Regions from separate parts of the Mus musculus genome. Here region 2 is linked to region 1. The links are chromatin contacts, called in public promoter capture Hi-C maps. All regions are on one chromosome and are shown on one strand. Each heading gives the region's core, a stretch centred on a gene start, on an enhancer-like site or on the middle of the called end of the contact. The rest is flanking DNA. Distances are from core to core; before and after follow the strand shown.

Region 1 (4,970 bases), core at 239-2,738:
AGAGGTTGCCCTTTCCCAGCACACCAGTCCCTGGTTTTTCTCACCACTGTGGGAGTGTCCATGTCCAGGCTGCTCTGGAGCGTGGTGAGAATGAGGTTCTGCGGGAAGTGGGAGAAAAGGCTTGATGAGGGAATGCCTGGCTCAGGGGATGTGTGTTTGAAGACAACCGGAAAATCTGGGATCATTAAAGAGAAAGAACAAAACCGCTTAAGCCTTTGAGGCGGAGCCCACAAGTTACTTACCCAAGGCATGCGGGATGAGGTGGAGGAACGCATCACCCAGGAGCCCCCCGGAAGCAAAACTGAGCAGGATCTGGAGCAGAGAGCGGTGCCTGGGAGAGTTAGATTCTACTGGGATGAGGAACAGCACGAAGAACGGAGCTGCGGAGATCAGCACTGTGGCCCCCAGTGCCTGGTGGAGAAGCACAATCAGAAGGCAAAGATGGAGCTTCCCACCGATTAAGAACCAGTCCCTCTTCCCCACATCCCCTGGCGACTCACGTAGGCCCAGAGGGTGACAGTGTCCAGGTGGTGTTTGATGCCTGGAGCCCCAGCCTCCCTAGAAGTCCCATGGCTATGTTCACGATGGGCATGTCCATGTCCTCCGTGGTGGAGGCTATCGTGGGAGTGGCCATGGCTATGGCCATGGTGTAATTCCTCACGTGAGTGTCCATGGTCGTGGCTGTGGGCATGCCCATGCCAGATGCTTTCATGAGTGTGGCCGTGGCCATGGTGGAAATCTTCATGCGAGTGCCCGTGGCTGTGGCCATGGTGGAAATCTTCATGTGAGTGCCCGTGACTGTGGCCATGGAAGTCCTCTTCCACATCTTTGTGCAGGTCACCATGACCCTCGTGTCCGGCCACCAGCAGCCCCAAAGCCGCCCAGGTCAGCAGTCCCACAGCCACCCAGTGGGGGGCCCGCAGGCCCATGGTCATCACGCTGACCGGAGGAACAAGAGACGACTCGACTTGACTCTCAATCTACCTATTCGGGATCCGCGTCCCTTGAAGCCCTTCCTCTATACTACTTGCTCCGCTCTTACATTGTCCCCAAGGCCGGTCCACCTCATCCCCAACACCCTTCCTGGATGCAGCCCCCCACCCCCGACACCGCTCTAGCCTTTGATCAGCAACTTTACGGTCTCTCTGGGCCCGCGTCTCTATGGCCCACTGGTTGGGGTAAAGGCCTGGAAAGCGCCGTAAGGGAGCAGCAGGGACCTCTCACCGGCTCCGGGATCCTCTCGGTTCTCGGTTTGCTGGGACGTGGCACTCACGCCTCGAGCTCCCGCGAGATCCGGAAGCTCCCTTTCTTGCCTGCGCCCCGATACCTTTACCAACATGGCGGCGCCCCGAGGGCGGCGCGGCCACGGCGTCAGGACGCATGCGCAGAGCTGGGGGGTTATCCGAGGGGACGGCGGGCTGGCGGGCACCGCCTCCTCCGTTTCCACCTCGGCGAAGGGGCGGGAGCTCAAGGCGAGACTTCCCGTCTGTACAAAGATGGCGGCCGCGCCGGTGCTGTCATCTCAGTGCCGAGCCGAGCGCGGCTCTTGAGTCGCGCTGCCACAGGCCGCGGCCTGCTCGCCTCCGCGGCTTCGTCGCGGCCCCCGAGTCCCCCGCTGTCCCCCCTGCGCGTCCCTGGCGCCTCTCCGGCTTCCCCGCCCTCGGCCCGGGCGTCATGTCTTGGGCCACTCGTCCGCCCTTCCTCCCGCCGCGGCATGCCGCGGGGCAGTGTGGGCCGGTGGGGGTGAGAAAAGAGATGCATTGTGGGGTCGCGTCCCGGTGGCGGCGGCGGCGGCCCTGGCTGGATCCCGCGGCGGCGGCGGCGGCGGCCGGAGAGCAGCAAGCCCTGGAGCCGGAGCCGGGGGAGGCTGGCCGGGACGGGATGGGCGACAGCGGGCGGGGTGAGTGTCCCGTGGGCCCGGGCCGGCGCCCCTCGCGCCCCCTCCCCGCGCTCCCGCCCCCTTGTTTGTAAACACGCGCCCTCGACGTCCCGAGGCCCAGCGCCCTCCCCCGGGGCGGGGCGCGGCGGGGGAGCTTCCGCCCTTCAGGTTCGGGCCCGCGGCGGGGCCTGCGTGCGCGGTCTCGGGCGTGGGAAGGACACCGTTCCCCGTGGGCTGGAGGACTCTGGGCATTCGAAGGCTGAGCTTACGCTCTGGGACCGGGTATTTCTGCCATACTCTTTGCCCCGAATGTTCTAAGTTGGGGTTGGACGAGGGGTTCGCTGCTACACCTCCACGTGCTGCTTCACAGCCCCCCCTCCCGAGGTCAGCTTGGGATGACCCAGTAGCCCCGCCTGACCTGCCTCCCTTTTTGTCAACCGCCTCCTCTCACGACTATTAGAAGTGAAATTGTTGTTTGGCCACTTGGTATTTCTGAACTCCAGGGTTGCGGGCTGTGGTGGGTCAGGGAGAATTAAAGTGTCCATTTGGATGATCAAAAGGCTCACTTTCTCTTCTTGTCTCTCCTGTCCGTGTGTGTCTGCCTTGTACGTACCCACTTCTCAGATTCCCGAAGCCCAGACAGCTCCTCCCCAAATCCCCTTTCTCAGGGGATCCGTCCGTCTTCTCCTCCTGGCCCACCTCTTACCCCTTCAGCACCTCCACCTCCAATGCCACCCCCGCCACTGGGCTCCCCCTTCCCAGTCATCAGTTCTTCCATGGGGTCCCCTGGTCTGCCCCCTCCGGCTCCCCCAGGATTCTCCGGGCCTGTCAGCAGCCCTCAGGTGAGAGAGAGGTTGTGGCCTGCTTATTGCCACTGTGCCTTCAGTTCCTTGTTCTCAACTTCTCACCCCCACTCCCCATCTTTGGGTGAACTTCCCCAAAACCCGTTGATCTTTCTAGTTCTCTAATCATAGCAAGCCTGTGGTCTCGGACCCCTTGCTCTTCCTGAAGGGGGTGGTCTGTGGGGGTGCATGCTTCATCAGCTCTGTTTTGAAAACAAACCCTAAGCCTGCAGGGAATATTTTTGATGTCCTGTTCAGCTCACGGTGGCTTTGCTGCCCTTTTCGCTTCAATATGCCTGCCCTTCTAAGACCTGTGCCCTTCAGGGCCACTGTAGCACAATTACAGAAGGGTGGACATCACTCTTGGTGTCACGTGCAAGGAAGGCCCTTTACGTTAGACAGTAGTGTCCCCAGTACCTTCTGGAATAGTACAGGGCTTGCTCACAAGCAGGAAGTGGTTTGCCTGACATATGAGAGTCTCCTGTGACTTCCCTGTCTCCCCCATCCCAGATCAACTCCACAGTGTCGCTCCCTGGGGGTGGGTCTGGCCCCCCTGAAGATGTGAAGCCACCGGTCTTAGGGGTCCGGGGCCTGCACTGTCCACCCCCTCCAGGTGGTCCTGGGGCTGGCAAACGGCTCTGTGCAATCTGCGGGGACCGAAGCTCAGGTATGGGGCTCAGCACAGCCGTAGAAGAAAAAAGCACGTCGGGGCTGTTTACCACTGCCTATGGGGCTCCCAAGGGTTCTTGAGGCTGGTCAGAGCAAGGAGGCCTATGGGACCTTTAGATTCATATCAGATGTGGAGAGGGGTAGGAGTGGGGGTGCTACATGGTTTCTGGTCACCGAAGACTGAGTCACCTTTTTGGATGAAACACAGGAAGGATTTAGACTATGTTCCCTCTCTGGGCAGATTGGTAAGAGACTCCCTAAGAAGGAGGTCTCCACAAAACTGTCTTAACTGCCAACCTTTCTCGTAGGCAAGCACTATGGGGTTTACAGCTGCGAGGGCTGCAAGGGTTTCTTCAAGCGCACCATTCGGAAGGACCTGACCTACTCGTGTCGTGATAACAAAGACTGTACAGTGGACAAGCGCCAGCGGAATCGCTGTCAGTACTGTCGCTATCAGAAGTGCCTGGCCACTGGCATGAAAAGGGAGGGTAAGGGCCTGCCCCGGCCAGGCCTCAGTCACAGGCCCTTCTCCAACCCTGTGGGAGAGCCCTGAGGAGGAACAGGGGAGACTGCTGAGGGCCCCATGGCCTCCATATCTTGGGACTTTGCTCACTTTCTCCTCCAGGGGGCGCAGTTGGGTTTCTCTTTCCTGTCCTCCACAGCTTGGTACCTCTCAGTGTCTCTGTCTCTGTCTCTGTCTTCATGGTTGCATCTCAGGGTTCATCCACCTCCCAGCAGAGTTTGGCCCTAGGGCGAGGTGACCTCTTTCCTCATGGGTCTTTGTTTCCTCTCCTCCACTGCACACAGCCCTTCCCTCTTTTGATGCCATGTTCTTTCCCTAGTCTCCCAGTCTTTCCTTGGACCTGGTTAAACTACAGAATCACTGAAGAGGTCGGGACTTGGTGTCTCTCCTTCTGTCTCTAAGCAAAGCTGACTCCTGGAATTCTAAGAGATATTTTAGAGCTCATTTTGGTCCAATTCCTGCTTTAAAAAAGATGAAAGTCAGCCCTCCCGGGGTTACCCCAGCAGAGTGATAGGACCAGCATCAGAACACACACCGTCCAGACCAGACCAGGCTCTTTCTGCTGCTGCTCTTTAGTTAGCAGAGCTTAGAGTTTGCCATCAGGAGTGTCTGCAGTCAATGTATAGCCCTGGCTATCCTGGAACTCACTCTGTAGACCAGGCTGGCCTCGAACTCAGAAATCCGCCTGCCTCTGCCTCCCAAGTGCTGGGATTAAAGGCGTGCGCCACCACCACCCGGCTCATCGTTTTTTGTTTTTTGGTTTTTTTTAAAGGTTTATTTATTATATATGAGTACACCTTAGCTGTTTTTAGACACACCAGAAGAGGGCATCAGATCCCATTACAGATGGTTGTGAACCACCATGTGGTTGCTGGGATTTGAACTCCAGACCTCAGAAAGAGCAGTCAGTGCTAGAGCTTTATTATAGAAAGGCAGGGGGGAAGAGAGAAGGTAAAAGAGAGGCCGGCCATAGCCAAGAGGAGACAAAGGGGGAAAGGAGAGAGAGAGAGAGAGAGAGAGAGAGAGAGAGAGAGAGAGAGGAAAGGCTAGAGAGAAT
Region 2 (4,884 bases), core at 1,502-4,001, 530 kb after region 1:
TGTCTCTTCCAGGTTTCACTTTGCTGCTCGGCCAACACCAGGTGCCCCAGATCTGCAAACCAGGCACAGGAAAGCAGGGACTGCTCACACAGGATATTCCCAGATCGCAGCTGCCTCAACTAGGGCCTGCTATGGGAAAATGACACATCTTGAGGACAATGGGCTGAAAGAACAGACAGGAAATGCACAAGAGACACGAAAACTGTCACACATGTGAAACAATGTTAACCCTAATTAACAAAATGGGGTGGGGTTGTCCGCAGTTTAATTAAAAAACAAAAAAAAAAACAAACCAAACCAAAACAAAAAAAAAAAAAAAAAAAAAAACACTATTCTGAGATGAAGTCTTCCCAGGCTGGCCTTAGATTCCAGTCCTCCTGCCTTAACCAGCACAACTGCAATTTTGAAGCAACAAAGAGACATTGTGGCAAGAAGTCGAATGAAGAGCAAGAACTGGAGATCTGGCAACAGTAAGACATACGCAGACATTACTCACTGGAATAGAAAGTCCTGCACTGTCTGCTGGAGGATGCTGCCAAGGCTTAATGACCAAGTTTTCATTCCATGGTCATCTGTAGGCTCATGAGTTTACTCCCAGTTAGCCTAAGAAAGCAGGCAACCACACAGATGTGTAAGCTCTAGTTCCTGCAAAACAGTTGATCCTGTTGAAAACGGACGCCCTCTCTGACAAGTCTCAATAGGAAACTAGTTGAAGTGACCTAGGGCTTATATGGTAGAGCCCTAGGCAAGCGGTTAAGAGTGATGGGGGGGGGGGGGTGCAGTTAGCTCTGTAGTGGGGCACATGCTTATCACATATGAGGCCCTAGGTTTGATACCAAACATCCCCCCAAAACACCTCAAACATCAGACAGTCTCAAAGTTTAGAGCCATCTGTAAAACCAAATAGCTGACTAAATTCCCAATATAAGGCTAAATATGATTATATATTATAATATATATTATATGATTATATATAATATAGTATATATATATTATATAATAGTATATATGTATACACACACATATATATGAATATATATATATTCATATGTGTGTGTGTGTGTGTGTGTGTGTGTGTGTGTGTGTGTAGTGGCTCAGTGAACCAGGACTGGCCCAGGGTGCATGAAGCTCAGGGTTTGATTTCCAATGCAGTGTAAACAAAGGGGACATCGGTGCACAGCAGTAATCCTAGCAATTAGGAGATGGAAGCAGGAGCATCAGGAGTTCAAGGTCATCCTCACCAACACAGCAAGTTCAAGGCCAGCCTGGTGGGGGTGGGGGCACACTGTCAGTGTTCCTAGCAGGCAGATCCTACTGCAGGCAGCTTCCAGGACTGCTCGAGGCTGAGCAACCTGCTCCTGCAGACAGCTCCTCCACCCTGGGCCGTACCTAGAGCTTGCAGAGCTCCAAGAATGGCTGACTCCAAAGCTGTGCTGGGTCCTCAGGGAGAGTGAGCCCTGGGCATTATAGCACACACTGTAATCCCAGCACTTAGGAGACTGGGGCAGGATGCTCGTGAGTTTGAGGCTAGCCTCCACTACCTGGTGAGTTCCAGGCCAGCCTGGGCTACAGAATGAGACCTTGTCCAAAGTTGAGGTTTTTTTGTTTTTTTTGTGTTTTTGTTTTTTATTTGGTTGGTTGGTTGGGTTTGTTTGTTTGCTTGCTTGCTTTTAATAAAGATAAAAGGAGGTAGCATGAACTTTTGGGGGTAATGAATTCCCTTTATGGTTGTCTTTTTTTATAGATGACTTAAATTTTATGTCTTGACTAACATCTTGACTGTACCCCAGCATCCTTTGTGGAGGAGAGAGGTAGAGGTGGATGAAATAGAGTGTCCCTTTGTTATTGGTAATGACAATATTTTACATTCCTCTCTGAAGGAAGGCCAAGCCTCCAGACTCGTGGTAAAGTATCAGTGTAGAACACGGGAAGCCTGGGTTCCGTCTCCACTCGGAGGAGGGCCCAGCGTCCTGTCCACTCCCCAGGAAAAAGCCAGGCATGGAGTCATGTGCCTGTAACCTCAGCACCCAGGTGGCAGCTGCAGAAGGATCCCACAGGTTCCAGGCCAGCCAGGACGATTCGCACAGCCAGGATGTTGCGCACAGTGAGATCTTGTCTCAAAATACCTTTTTAAAAAACTAACACCCCGGGCTGGTGAGATGGCTCAGTGGGTAAGAGCACCCGACTGCTCTTCCGAAGGTCAAGCCACCACATGGTGGCTCACAACCATCCGTAACAAGATCTGATTCTCTCTTCTGGAGTGTCTGAGGACAGCTACAGTGTACTTACATATAATAAATAAATAAATAAATAAATAAATCTTTAAAAAAAAAAAAAAAAACTAACACCCCCAGAAAGAGCCAAGGAAAGGTCTAAAGATCCCCTGGGTTTGCCAAAGTGACCGGTTTCAGTTCAAGACACGTTGCTGCTCCTTTGAAAAGAGGGTGTGTCACACCAGAAACTGAGAATCCTCCCCTTGTCCCAACACCTCTGTCTAAGACCTGCCCTTCCTGGGTCACAGTAGCATTCCCTTGCCACTCCCAGTCCTGTGAAAAGGAAGCCGTATTGACCATTAAAATGACAGGAACTCCCCCATTTGGCTGACCCCCCACCCTGGGCCCTAAGAGCAAACCAGCTCCCCTCCCGGCCAGCCACGCCCCTCTCTTACTCTCCCTTGTCTTCCTTCACACACACACCAACCTCTCGCTCCCCCCACCCCCCATCAGTAGGGTGTCCAGGACATTGTGTGACTCAGGAAACAGCTCAGACTGAGGCGTGCAGCAGGCTCAGGAGGAAGAAGGGCGGTAGAGGCAGAGGAGGTGGCCTTGCCTGGCCACAAGGGCTCTGAGGGTCCCTGCCTGAAGAGGGAGAGGAGATCCGGGCCAGGGGCAGGCGCTCTGGAATGCAGCCCCAGTTGCTGCTGCTGCTGCTCTTGCCACTCAATTTCCCTGTCATCCTGACCAGAGGTGAGGGGGTGGGGGCATATCTCTCTTGGGGAGATGCTTGGTGAGGTCAGGGAAGAAAGCCAAGTCCCAGGCTCTGAAAGGACACTGGAGGGAGGAGATTCTGTCCCCTCTAATGGGGACAACCTGCAGGGAGGGCTGACTGACTCCGGGGCTACAGGAGACCCAGGTTTGTGCCTGGTGCTAGGGGTGGTGCCTGCTGTTGGGTGGGAAGGAGGGTGTCCATGCCCAGGGAGAAGCCAGCTGGTTCTGAAGTAAGAGGAACAGACAGACAAACAGGAGAAAAAATGGACTGCCTGATATGGGGAAGAGAGGAGTGAGAAGCAAGAGATGGAGACAGAGAAGAGCCCACCGGCTCCCTTTCTGTCCAGATGTCCCCAACCCCAGTGGCTCATTGCTGGCCTTTCCTGAAGGAAATCCCTTAGGTGTCTCAGCCATTCACATCCCAGGAGCGCTCTTGGCTCCCTCCTAAGCCCTGTTGCCCTGCTTCCGGGGGATGGAGCTGGGCTGAACTTGGGAGACTGGAGAATAAACAGGAAAGGGGTGGGAAGAATAACAAGCTATGAATGGAAGGCCTGGGACAAGGCTGGGACAAGGGGACCCTGTGGAGACTGGGACTGGGGTGTGAAGGAGAGAGAGAGAATGATAGAGCACCATGCACCTGGGTAACATGGGGTGGGGGAGTGCTGAGCTGCTGGTCAGTGGCCTGTAAGGAGGACCTGGTGGAGGAAGGGCAAGCCATCTGGAGACCCTTGGACCCTGGGCTCCATCTCATCTTCCAGTCTCTTCTCCAGAGCTTCTGTGTGGAGGATCCCCAGAGCCCTGTGCCAACGGAGGCACCTGCCTGAGGCTATCTCGGGGACAAGGGATCTGCCAGTGAGTGTGCATCATAGGAGCGGGACCTGGGGAGACAGGACGGGGAGGAGGAGGGGGAATCACTGGCCTGAAATGTCCCTCTACCCCTAGGTGTGCCCCTGGATTTCTGGGTGAGACTTGCCAGTTTCCTGACCCCTGCAGGGATACCCAACTCTGCAAGAATGGTGGCAGCTGCCAAGCCCTGCTCCCCACACCCCCAAGCTCCCGTAGTCCTACTTCTCCACTGACCCCTCACTTCTCCTGCACCTGCCCCTCTGGCTTCACCGGTGATCGATGCCAAACCCATCTGGAAGAGCTCTGTCCACCTTCTTTCTGTTCCAACGGGGGTCACTGCTATGTTCAGGCCTCAGGCCGCCCACAGTGCTCCTGCGAGCCTGGGTGGACAGGTAAGTACAATCAGGAGGAGCCTGTAAGTCATTCTTGTTGCTGTGACTCAACTCCCCACAATGGCAGTAGCTGCCTGAAGGAAGGAAGGCTTTATCCAGGCTCAAGGTCTGAGGGTTCAGCATCCTGGTAGGGAAGTCCTGGTAGAGGTGACAGCCTAATATTGAACAGAAACCCAAAGCTGCCAGATCATACAAGATTTACAGTCAAGAGCAGAGAGAACGGCAACACCCTTGCTTGCTTGGTCTCATCTAGCGTTCTCCTGCCATGCATAGTTTGAGACCCTCACCTAGGGAATGATGCCACGCATAGGGAATGGTGCTGCCCACAGTGGGCTGAGCCCTTCTGCATCAATTATCAGTCTAGAGGATCCCAAAGACAAGCCCACAGGGCAACCTGACCTAGGCAATTCCTCAACTGAGGCTTTCTTCTCCGGTGATCTGGGTTGTGGCAAATTGGTAGACACAACTAACTAGCACACAGACGTAGATAAGTGCTGGTACACGGCTTGCTTGCTTTTTATGCAAGTCCGGAACAGCAATACGGGAATAGTGCTGCCCACATTCAGAGTAGCTTTCCCCACTTCAATTTTCCCAATCTGTAAACTCCCTCAAAGACATACCTTCTGGCCACTGCAGGTGTTGGGCACACATGTGGTGCA

Evidence for each region. Promoter capture Hi-C pulls out the DNA fragments that hold promoters and counts their contacts.
Region 2: a contact with region 1 is called in a promoter capture Hi-C map of embryonic stem cells, with 4 times the contacts expected there. The contact joins the promoter of Notch4 here to the promoter of Rxrb in region 1. A contact is called at or near these places in 5 of 39 promoter capture datasets (the 3T3-L1 cell line, embryonic stem cells, hippocampal neurons and 2 more), 8 of 115 datasets of contacts at active chromatin or transcription factors (embryonic stem cells, fetal liver, large pre-B cells and 2 more) and 2 of 9 other capture datasets (adipose tissue and embryonic stem cells).

What each region holds. Positions count from the first base shown.
Region 1 is chr17:34,030,324-34,035,293 of GRCm38.p6, forward strand. Rxrb (retinoid X receptor beta) reads left to right here and starts at 1,489. Exons shown (of 10, transcript NM_011306.4): 1 at 1,489-1,900; 2 at 2,504-2,721; 3 at 3,232-3,388; 4 at 3,699-3,878. The coding sequence starts at 1,675. Slc39a7 (solute carrier family 39 (zinc transporter), member 7) reads right to left here and starts at 1,367. Exons shown (of 7, transcript NM_008202.2): 1 at 501-1,367; 2 at 243-411; 3 at 45-98. The coding sequence starts at 935.
Region 2 is chr17:34,561,544-34,566,427 of GRCm38.p6, forward strand. Notch4 (notch 4) reads left to right here and starts at 2,752. Exons shown (of 30, transcript NM_010929.2): 1 at 2,752-2,966; 2 at 3,758-3,839; 3 at 3,930-4,225. The coding sequence starts at 2,903.